Linked DNA regions of Mus musculus: region 1 is linked to region 2. Evidence: chromatin contacts called from public promoter capture Hi-C data. All regions are on one chromosome and are shown on one strand. Each heading gives the region's core, a stretch centred on a gene start, on an enhancer-like site or on the middle of the called end of the contact. The rest is flanking DNA. Distances are from core to core; before and after follow the strand shown. Region 1 holds the start of Derl3 (Der1-like domain family, member 3). Region 2 holds the start of Gstt3 (glutathione S-transferase, theta 3).

Region 1 (4,803 bases), core at 2,140-4,639, 110 kb after region 2:
CTCTCCTGGCTTAGCTCCTGGACCTCCCTCTCCTCTTGGCCTCCTGTTTCTGACTGCCATCCAGGCCTGGCTTCTTCTCTGTCATAGGCTGGAAACATCTGGGAGAGAAGGAAGCTGTAGTTGCTAGTCTTTACACACATTGATCGACTGGTCATAAACACTCATATTCTTAGTTTTTTGGGGGGGACTGCTTTGCCAAATGGCCTTGCCAAATTGTCCCATGGTTGGAGGCCTTGGAGCCCTCAATATGGCATTGCCCTTTCCAACAATACACATTAACTCAGGACTTCGCTCACCCATGGCTTTTCCACCCCCTATAATCTCTCACAGGCCCAGGCTACAAAAGCCATTGATATACTGACAACTGACCTCTCTCCCGATACCACACTCAAGATTTGTCCAAGCAGGTGTCAGGTAGATGCCCACAAATCAATCAAGGCCAGAGTAAGACTCTGCCTCCTGCCTTCTCTCCAGCGTTCTCCATCTCTGCCACAGGTGACGTCATCCACTCTCTCTGCTCAGACCTCTCAATCACCCTTGACCCCATCACTGCCCTGCTCAGTTTATAGGGGAAAAGCACTCCACGCCCTGGACCTCCAGGCTCCACCCACCCCAGCCAGGGATTACTTTGCCCATCTTTTGCCCTTAGACACGTTTTAATTTTTATTTTGAGGATTTCATACCCACATGTGTGTTTTTATCAACTCTACCCCCTATTCCTCCCTCCCCTCCCAATTCCTTTTTTTTTTTAAAGATTTATTTATTTATTATATGTAAGTACATTGTAGCTGTCTTCAGACACTCCAGAAGAGGGAATCAGATCTCGTTATGAGATGGTTGTGAGCCACCATGTGGTTGCTGGGATTTGAACTCTGGACCTTCGGAAGAGCAGTCGGGTGCTCTTACCCACTGAGCCATCTCACCAGCCCCCCTCCCAATTCCTTTCACCACTTTTCCTCCTTCATGTGCACAGGCGCTTGTATGCTCGCTCTCTCTCTCCCTCTCTCCCTCTCTCCCTCTCTCTGTCTCCTTCTCTCTGTCTCTCTCTCTCCCTCTCAACCCATTGAAGAGTCCACTTAGTGTTGACTGAATGTATATGAGTGTCGGACCCTCTGCTGTACTGTGGGTAGGTTTTTCAGGAGCTGCATCACTGAAGAAAACATAAATCTCTCTCCCCAGCAGTCACCGGTTGCTAATAACATCTCAGACTTGGGTGGGACATCACAAACCCTTCCCCCATCAATATATCTGTGAGTTCCTGTGGGCAGTGGCCTGGTGGCGTCCAGTAGATGATGCTCCGCAGTGGTAGACAGCGGCGCCACTGCTCTCGGACATTTCTTTCTTCTTCTTTTTTTTTTTTTAACTTTTATTTATTATTTTATAAATAAGTACACTGTAGCTGTTTTCAGACACACCAGAAGAGGGCTTCAGATCTCATTATGGATGGTTGTGAGCCACCATGTGGTTGCTGGGAATTGAACTCAGGACCTCTGGAAGAGCAGCCAGTGCTCTAAACCGCGGAGCCATCTCTCCAGTCCCTCGGACGTTTCTTTTTAAGAAGTAACATGGCTGGGGATGTAGCTCAATGACAGGCTGTCTGCCTAGCATGTGCAAGGTTCTGGGATCCATCACCAGCATCATAGCATATATTAAAATAAAAGGACTTAGCTAGGCTTGGCAGCACCTGCCTGTAATCCCAGCACCGTGAGTATCAGGCAGGTCTGTGAGTTCAAGGCCATCTGTGTGGATGGAGTCCCCATCTCAATAAACAAACAAACATAGCAATAAAATACACACATCATAAAATCTGTCCCAACCGTATACAAGCATATAGCTTACAGGCTGCTCACATTTTGTGCAACCATCAGCATTCGTTCGTACGACTTTCCATTTTCCAAACAAAAGCTCTGCGCCTATTCAACAGTAGTACTCCATTTCCCTTCCTAAGTAGGTGGGCTGCAGTACTTGTCTAGTTAGTTAGCTAGTTAGTTAGTTTTGTTTTAGACAGGGTTTCTCTGTGTAGCCCTGGCTGTCCTCGAACTCACTTTATAGACCAGGCTAGCCATGAACTCAGAAATCTGCCTGCCTCTGCCTCCCAAGTGCTGGGATTAAAGGTATATGACACCATGCCTGGCAAACGTTTCTCTTTAAGTTCTTCTGGGTAGACTTGCTAAGGGGTACAATGGTAATTCTATGTTTTAAGTTTTATTTGAATAAAATGAAATCAGTATTTTAGCTTTCTGAGACAGCGTTTGGTTTTGTATCTCAGGTATCATGATCAGAACTCACTATCCTGCCTCCAATTTCCTCGTCTGATAATTGTATATTTATTTATTTAGAGATGACATTTCGCTATGTAATCCTTGCTGGCCTGGAACGCTGTTGACGAGACTGGCCTCGGACCCTCAGAGATCTCCCCGCCTCTGCCTTTGGAGTGTTGGGAATGAAGGCGAGCTCCACTCCACCCAGTGGTCGTCTTGCTTTCTACATTTGAGCACCGCATTTACTGTTCCCCATAGAAGCTGAGTCATTTTAAATCCCCACAAAAAAAACGCAAGAAAAACGTGTACTTTTTCATAACCTGGACAGTGCACGTTACTGTTTTGTTTGTATAACCTTTTAGTGAGCACAGGGATCTTTTAGAAGTGACAGTTAAATGTCACCTCTTCAAATAGGCTTCACAGGTCACCTTACTTACCGTGGAGGTGAGTCTCAGGCATTATTTTCCATCGAGGAGCTTTTCTAGGTTGCGCGGTATCAAACTGTCTGGACCATGATAGACAGTGTCTTTTGTTGGCTACAGGATCCCCAGCATTTATCAGAATGTTCGACACACAGTAGGTCCTCAATAAATGATTGACTAATGGCATTTTTCTCTTTTACCAAGTTTCAAGTCCTTCTCCAATCTGCCCACTTACTCCTGCATGGCTCAGAACCCTCAACCTGGTCCTCCCCGCAGCGTACACCCAGGAAGGTCAGGACTGGAGCCAGCAAGTGATAACTGGATTCTAGAGTTTTACAGAATGTCACCAGAAAGCCGGAGGTTGGCCTGAGGCCTGTTCAGCATCTCGGCCCGCCCCATTTCTCGATTCTTTGTGCCTCTTTTCATAGCCCCGCCCCCGTGGCAATCTCGTGGGTCCTTGCTATTGGTTCTTTTCTAGATGCTGTCAAACGATTGGCCACAACACCTCCCACGCCTCCATAGCAGCCACAACAACCGCCACGTGCTCTACCGTGGGACTTCCCCATTGGCTAGCCGCCTCGGATACACCTGGCCGTCCCGCTTCCTCTTCCCATTGGCTTTCCAGTCCCCAGGCTCGGCTCCTCGGACGCTGATTGGCCCCCAGAGAGCGAGGCGGGGCTTGGGGGCGGGTAAAGAGAGCGGGTTTGCCAGCGCGCGCGCTAAGGATTTTTCGATGGCTGGGCAGAGGCTGGCGGCGGGCTTCCTGCAGGTGCCCGCGGTGACACGCGCCTACACCGCGGCCTGCGTCCTCACCACGGCCGCAGTGGTGAGCGGGCCGGGCGGGCGTGGCGGCACCATGGTTACAGTCCCCGGTGGGTTAGGGATGTCGCCTGCTTCCCGGGGCTTACACTGCCTCCTGTCCCACAGCAGCTGGAGCTCCTCAGCCCCTTCCAGCTCTACTTCAACCCGCACCTGGTGTTCCGGAAGTTCCAGGTGAGGCGGCCTTGACCCAGGCGCCTGGCAGCCAGGACCCTGCCCTCCATCCCCGCGCCTCACCGCCACCCCCACCTCTTTGCAGGTCTGGAGGCTCATCACCACCTTCCTCTTCTTCGGGCCCCTGGGATTCGGCTTCTTTTTCAACATGCTCTTCGTGTATCCTGGGCCACCTTGGCGGGGGCTGGGGGTGGAGTGAGCCCGGGATGGGGGTTATGCTGGGGTGGTGACGGGGGAAACTGAGGCCCAGTCGACGTGGCACTTCCTATGCCAGTGTTGCAGGTTCCGCTACTGCCGCATGCTGGAGGAGGGTTCTTTCCGTGGCCGCAAGGCTGACTTCGTTTTCATGTTTCTCTTCGGTGGTGTTCTTATGACTGTATCCTTCTGTATGTTCAGTATTATTGGACCAAAGAGTCGCCTTCTTATCTGTCGTGACCCAGACTAGGAGGGACAGGCATTCGGAGCCTGGCAGCCATTTAGCTTAGGTGCCCCAGCTAGTTCTTCAGTGTCCCTGAACAGCACAACAGGGAGATATAGGGCAGTCTGGTAGACTACCAAGGCTCTGAAACATGGATGCAAGAGCCAGAAGGAGCAGGCACGGGAACTGATGGGGCCTGGGTACCTGGAAATCACAGAAAGGGGTTCTCAAATCTCTGGAATACACCAGGGATATGAGGGAACCCGTGGAAAGGGTCAGAGGCACTGTGGGCAGCAGACTGCTCCAGGAAGCCTTGACTCTTGGTCCAGCTGCTGGGATTCCTGGGCAGCCTGTTTTTCCTGGGACAGGCCCTCATGGCCATGCTGGTCTATGTATGGAGCCGTCGCAGCCCTCACGTGAGGGTCAACTTCTTCGGCTTACTCAACTTCCAGGCACCATTCCTGCCCTGGGCCCTCATGGGCTTCTCGCTGCTGCTGGGCAACTCGGTTGTCACAGACCTGTTAGGTGAGCTGGCCCACCGTTGCCACTCACCCCCAGGCCTGCTGCTCCCAGGGAGCCAGCTCATACATCCCTTCCCCGGCTCCTCCCAACCCCTCATCTTCTCCTAACTTCTTGTTCGTTATTAATGCCCCTCAAGCAATCCAGCTGGACCACAGGATTTGCATCTGCAGTTGACCTTCTGAACTGA
Region 2 (5,546 bases), core at 643-3,142:
GAATGGAGTCAGAGGGCATTTGGGGAACTCAGGTTCTTCTAGATCCATCTGCGGATCTGTCTTTCCTTCCACTGAATGGACTCCATTGCTTTTGCCCATTCTCCTTTCACAAACTGTCCATGTGCAGCCCCCGTCTTGCGACTCAATCTGGATGTACTGAAGAGGTACTGGAGCTAAATAGGACTCAGCTAAATAAGAAGTTCTGGAGTCTCTGCTTGCCCCTCCCCCACCGACTCTCCAAGCTCCGGTCCAGTTGTAACTCTGCCTCTACTGAAACCTGCTTCAGTAGCTGGGTTTCTGCCCCACTCCCCCCGTCCCCCCCAAGGCTAATCAGAGCAGTGATTTTCCAACTCAAGGCAGAGTGGCCCCTCCCACTGTCCTTTCACTCAACCCTCAAGCTGATTGGCAACTTTTATAGAGTTAACATCTAGAAGCAGGTGTGTTTGTGTGTGATCTGGGGGAGGAGGGGAGGAGAGGGGGGGTGAAGCGGGTCTGGCAAGCCTGTAATTCAGCTTCTTGGGAAACTCAACCAGTTCAATGTTTCACTGGGCTAACTGAGAGCGCAACACCGGGACTCACTTGCACCCCTCGCCTGACTGCCAACGGCTGCATAAGTTCAGCAGGCTGCAGACTTCCGGGCCAGCCAGCAAAGCCCACCTTTAAGCACCTGCATGGTATGAAGTTGTAAGAGGATGCTGTTGTTCTTACTGCGACTCTTTCTCAAAATGACAAGTAGAAAGAGCTTTGGGAGCATGGCTCGGTGGTGGCATATATAATAGATATCCTGGTTCGGTCCCCAGTAAAATACACACACACACACACACACACACACACACACACACACACACACAACTAATGGCACGCAAGCCTGGACACTGGAGGGGACTTGCTCTGGTGGACAGGAAACACACAAGAGTCTTGAGTGAAAGATCACCCACCCAAGCAAAACAACCCTTTTCTAGCCCAGCATGCAGAAATGCAAGACGAGGTTCCCTCATTTAGGAAAGGAGTTAGTTCAACTTTTTTTTTTCTCTCCAAAGTCTTTAAGAAGGATCACCATTCTTAAATCTCCAAAGGTGAGATTTTCAAGCCCAGCTCCCCTCCTCTCGCCGTAGCTTCCAGGGCGCCTTTGCATCCGGTATTGGGACTGATGTTATTCACTAGGAAAAGGTCCTTTAAAAATTCACAGCTGATAACTGATACAACTGCTTTCTCACGGGAGCGGCTTTTGCACACCTGGCCTGGCCAGTCACCCACCCGCTGCAGAGGTGGGAGGTGCTCCGTACAGAAGGCTGCACACTTCCCAGCCTGCCAACTGAGCCCACCTTTAAGCAGCTCTATGGTACGCAGCTGGAAGGGGATGCCGTTCTTCTTGGCGAAGATGTAGACAGCACGGCAGGGTTGGGACATCAGGTCCAGGTAGAGCTCCAGACCCATGGCGGAGGCTGTGGGAGTAGCCGCTGGCAGACCTCGGGAACTAGCCTCGGGTGAACTGCCTCTGGGGACAGAAGCCGGAGCAGCCGCAACGGCGAGCAGGAACGGCTGGGTCCCAGCTCCTCAAGTGCCTCTTAGCCTCGATCGGAGCTCGATCCCAATCTTCCTTCCCATTGGATGACCACAAGAACTTTGGGCCAATCAGTGCCGGACTGCAAGTTAACCCCCGAAACAGATGAACCTGAACTATGAGCCCGAGTCTTGGTTTGGAGCCAAACTGGCCCCTGTACCTCCGTGCTTCAGCCAAATGAGGAACGGAACCCAGTAAAGGAAAAACTGACACAACCGGCGTCTCTATTGGTGAATTTAGGGGCAGATTAGCCGTGCTAACTGCCCTCAAATTCACTTTCTTTCCCTCCACTCACAAAAAAGGTTGAGGGAGGAGTGGCTTCGGAGATCCTTGACACAGAAAGGAAGAAGGAAGTGAGACTACCAATCCCATCCAGTTCCTTGGGCCCAGGACTCAGGTTGGTTGTAATGAGTGGCCAAGTATGTAAATGCTAGGTCCACACCCCGTGAGGGAAATGATCAGGCCTCCTTATTCTTATTTATTTCACCCCAGCTAATCCCTCTAGCAGGAGGGAGGATTGAAGACATGCCTAGGATTGGATAAAACTTCTCCGCCTAATGCAAAAAAAAAAAAAAAAAAAGAAAAAGAAAAAGAAAAAAAAGAAAAGGAATCTTCAGTGGCAGCCAGGGGCACCTAAGTCCTATATGACATCATCATTTCCCCAAATCTCCAAATGATGGGGGAAAACCAACTAACCACCACCACCACCAACAACAACAACAACTACAACAACAACAACTACTACTACTACAAGGGCTGGAGAGATGGCTCAGCAGTTAAGAGCATTGACTGCTCCTCCAGAGGTCCTGAACCATCTGTAATGGGATCTGACATCCTCTGCCAGTGTGTCTGAAGAGAGTGACAATGTATTCATAGACATAAACAAATAATTCTTTAAAAAAAAAAGTGTCTTGGCACCACAGATTATTGGGAAACTTGAGAATGGCTTTGTCTTCCTGGTTCCAGACATTTTTTTTTTAATTCTTTAATTCCTTTTTACAGTTCAGTCTTCATCCCCCTCCAGGTCACTACCACCACCCCCATCTCCTGTCTCCTCTACCCCTCCTCTCCAAGAGGATGTCCCCACCCCACCCCCACCTCACCAGACCTCCTCACTCCCTGGGGCCTCAAGTCTCTCACTGAGGCCAGACCAGGCATTCCTCTGTTGTATATGTGTCAGGGGCCTCGAACCAGCTAGTGTATGCTGCCTGGTTGGTGGCTCAGTGTCTGAGAGATCTCAGAGGTCCAGGTCAGTTGAGACTGCCAGTCTTCCCATGGGGCTGCCCCTCCTCCTTAGCTTCTTCCAGCTTTTCCCCAATTCACAGGGGGGCCGAAGCTTCTGTCCATTGGTTGGGTGCTTGTGTCTGCATCTGACTTTCAGCTGCTTGTCGGGCCTCTCAGAGGGCAGTCATGCTAGGCTCCTGTCTGTAAGCACACCATAGCATCAGTAATAATGTCAGGCCCTGGGGCCTCTCCTTGAGCTGGATCCCAAGTTGGGCCTGTCACTGGACACCCTTTCTCTCAGGCTCTTCTCCATTTTTGTCCCTGCAGTTCCTTCAGACTGCAAGAATTCTGAGTCAGAACTTTTGACTGGGATGGGAATCCCATCCCTCCACTTAATGTCCTGTCCTGACTACAAGCTTCCCTCCCCACTGTAGAGCCCTTCATCCAAAGTCTCTCCCTTTTGAGTCCTGAGAGTCTCTCACCTCCCAGGTCCCCAGTTCATTCTAGAGTGTTCCCCCCACTTCCTACCTCCCGACCAGACGTTCTCTCTAAGGAATACCTATCCCCCTCGTTTAGTGTCTGTTTGCCATAGTGGAAGCTGACCTCTCTAAACTGGAAGGGAGAGGCCCCTTCATTTCCCCACCTCTTCCCTTTGGTGTGTAACGGGTCTCCACAAGTCACCTTTGTTTACCTCTCCCCGTCCCCACTCCCAACTACAGCAACATCCAATCTTTCAGCTTCCTTCCTGGCTGCCTTCCAGTCCACTCCCTCACCCCCAACTAGAATACTATCCCAGAACACAACTGAGCCCTTCATTCCTTTTTTTTTTTTTTTTTTTTTTTTTTTTTTTTGTAACTCCCTGAGACAGGGTTTCTCTGTAGACCAGACTGGCCTTGAACTCAGAAATCTGCTTGCCTCTGCCTCCCAAGTGCTGGGACTAAAGACATGCGCCACCACTGCCTGGCAAGCCCTTCATTCCTAGTCACAGTTTGTACCCAAGAGTTTTGAGCATGACCTCTGACCAGGTATTTCCTCCTCTTGACCAATTCTGTAGGTCAGGAAGGTTTGATGATCCTATGAAGGGACAATGTTCAAGAGGCTGGTCCGGCCAAATAATGCATTCCCATGCCTGCAGCTGAGGCATCTGCGATTTCATTCTCCCAGGTCCAGAAGTTTGGAAGGCGGCTGTGATTTGGCTTGCTGTCTGTCTTTGTCGTTCTGTTTCATTGAGATACAATCTCACACTGTATCCCAGGCTAGCATGGATCTCAATATGTAGCCCAGGCTGGCTCTGAGTTCTCAGTGATCTCCTTCTCCTCCCTTGTTTCATCCCTGCTGAGTGCTGGATCCCATACAAGAGCTACCATGCCTAGCTATGACTTCATGGCTGGCGGCAACCATGAGAGGGTCAACGATCCCCAAAGCCTGGGAACCGGAGCTGTCTTTCGGGAAGACAACTGAACGGGATTAGAGGAAGAGGGTTAAAGAAACAACACGGAGAAATTAAAGCCCAAATCAAGCCCCAGTTTATTACCCAGACTCAAGGGGAAAGTAGTGATTATAGTTGAGGTCATGTGTGGCTATCACAGAAAAAGGGTGAAGATGGAGCTGAGCCTGAGAGCCATCATGGTGTGAGGAGTGAGGTGCATCCCCAGTGTAATGCAAGTTGTGAATTGTGAACTGTGAGTTGTGAACTGCCGCAGCTGGTGCAGGGATGAAGCGTCTGACGTCACTGGATCATTGCCAGCACTCTGGGCATCAGCTTCTGCTTTATGATGAGGTCAGCAGGGGGACAGTCCTTCACCTTCAGGATGACTTCATGGGCTTCCCGGAAGAGGTCCTTCCCCACAGCTGCCTCCACTCGCTGGTACCATGCAGCCAGCCTGGGATGCCCTTCAAAGACTGGGCAGCCACCACCTACAGGCTATATCAAGAAGGGAACAGAATTTACGGCTAATTTTGCTTCTTAACTTGACACACATAGAAAGAGAGAACTCAACTGAGGGATTGCCTCCATCGGATTGGCTTGTAGGAATGTCTATATGGGGGCTTAGTCCACTGTGGTGATGTTAATTCTGGAAAGATGGACTTAGACTATATAAGAGAGCTGAATGTGAGGCCAGAGCAAGCCAGTATGCAGAGTTTTCCCACTGATAGTTCTGCTTCAGCTCCTGCCTCTAAGTTCTTGCCTGGAGCTCCTGCCCTGGTTTCCCTTGATAATGGATGGTAACCTATACACTGAAGTTAACTCATTTCCTCCACCAAGTTGTTTTTATCATGATATTTATCACAACAACAGGAAAGGAAACTAGAATAACAGATTGGTGCCAGAGGTATAGGGTTGCTGTAACTGACCTGACCACATTGTTTTAGGAGGGAAGGGTTGGAAAAGCATTTGGAACTTTGGGTCTATAAAAATCATTGAGTAGTCAAGAGATCAATAAGCTGTTCTATGATAGCTTGAAAGATGCCATTGTGCAAGACACGCAGATGGTGGAGACCTGGTTTGTAAAGTTTCAAAGGGAAGTTTGAGAGTCCCTCGAAGATTCTGTGAGGGCCACTCGTGTGGCATATTAATAATCTGCAGAAGTAAAACATTCTGAGCTTCCGTGGGACAATGGCTACTGGTTAGTTAGGACTGAAAATGCAGCTGTAGTTTATCAGACCAGTGTCATTGAGGGAATGTCTTCTGGGAAGTATTTTCCTCAGGGTCAATACATAGAAGCTGTGGCCCAGTAGTAGGGTGGGCCAAGGCTGT

Evidence for each region. Capture Hi-C pulls out chosen DNA fragments and counts their contacts.
Region 1: a promoter capture Hi-C map of liver shows a contact between it and region 2. The contact joins the promoter of Derl3 here to the promoter of Gstt3 in region 2. A contact is called at or near these places in 2 of 39 promoter capture datasets (macrophages and neural stem cells), 2 of 484 Hi-C or Micro-C datasets (CD4 T cells and neural progenitor cells), 8 of 115 datasets of contacts at active chromatin or transcription factors (craniofacial prominence, effector CD8 T cells, embryonic forebrain and 4 more) and 4 of 9 other capture datasets (adipose tissue, liver, macrophages and 1 more).

The regions. Positions count from the first base shown.
Region 1 is chr10:75,890,009-75,894,811 of GRCm38.p6, forward strand. Derl3 (Der1-like domain family, member 3) reads left to right here and starts at 3,390. Exons shown (of 7, transcript NM_024440.2): 1 at 3,390-3,509; 2 at 3,611-3,676; 3 at 3,762-3,835; 4 at 3,959-4,052; 5 at 4,424-4,619. The coding sequence starts at 3,417.
Region 2 is chr10:75,779,522-75,785,067 of GRCm38.p6, forward strand. Gstt3 (glutathione S-transferase, theta 3) reads right to left here and starts at 1,893. Exons shown (of 5, transcript NM_133994.3): 1 at 1,326-1,893. The coding sequence starts at 1,437. It overlaps Gstt1 (glutathione S-transferase, theta 1), which reads right to left. Exons shown (of 5, transcript NM_008185.3): 5 at 4,292-4,712. The coding sequence ends at 4,518.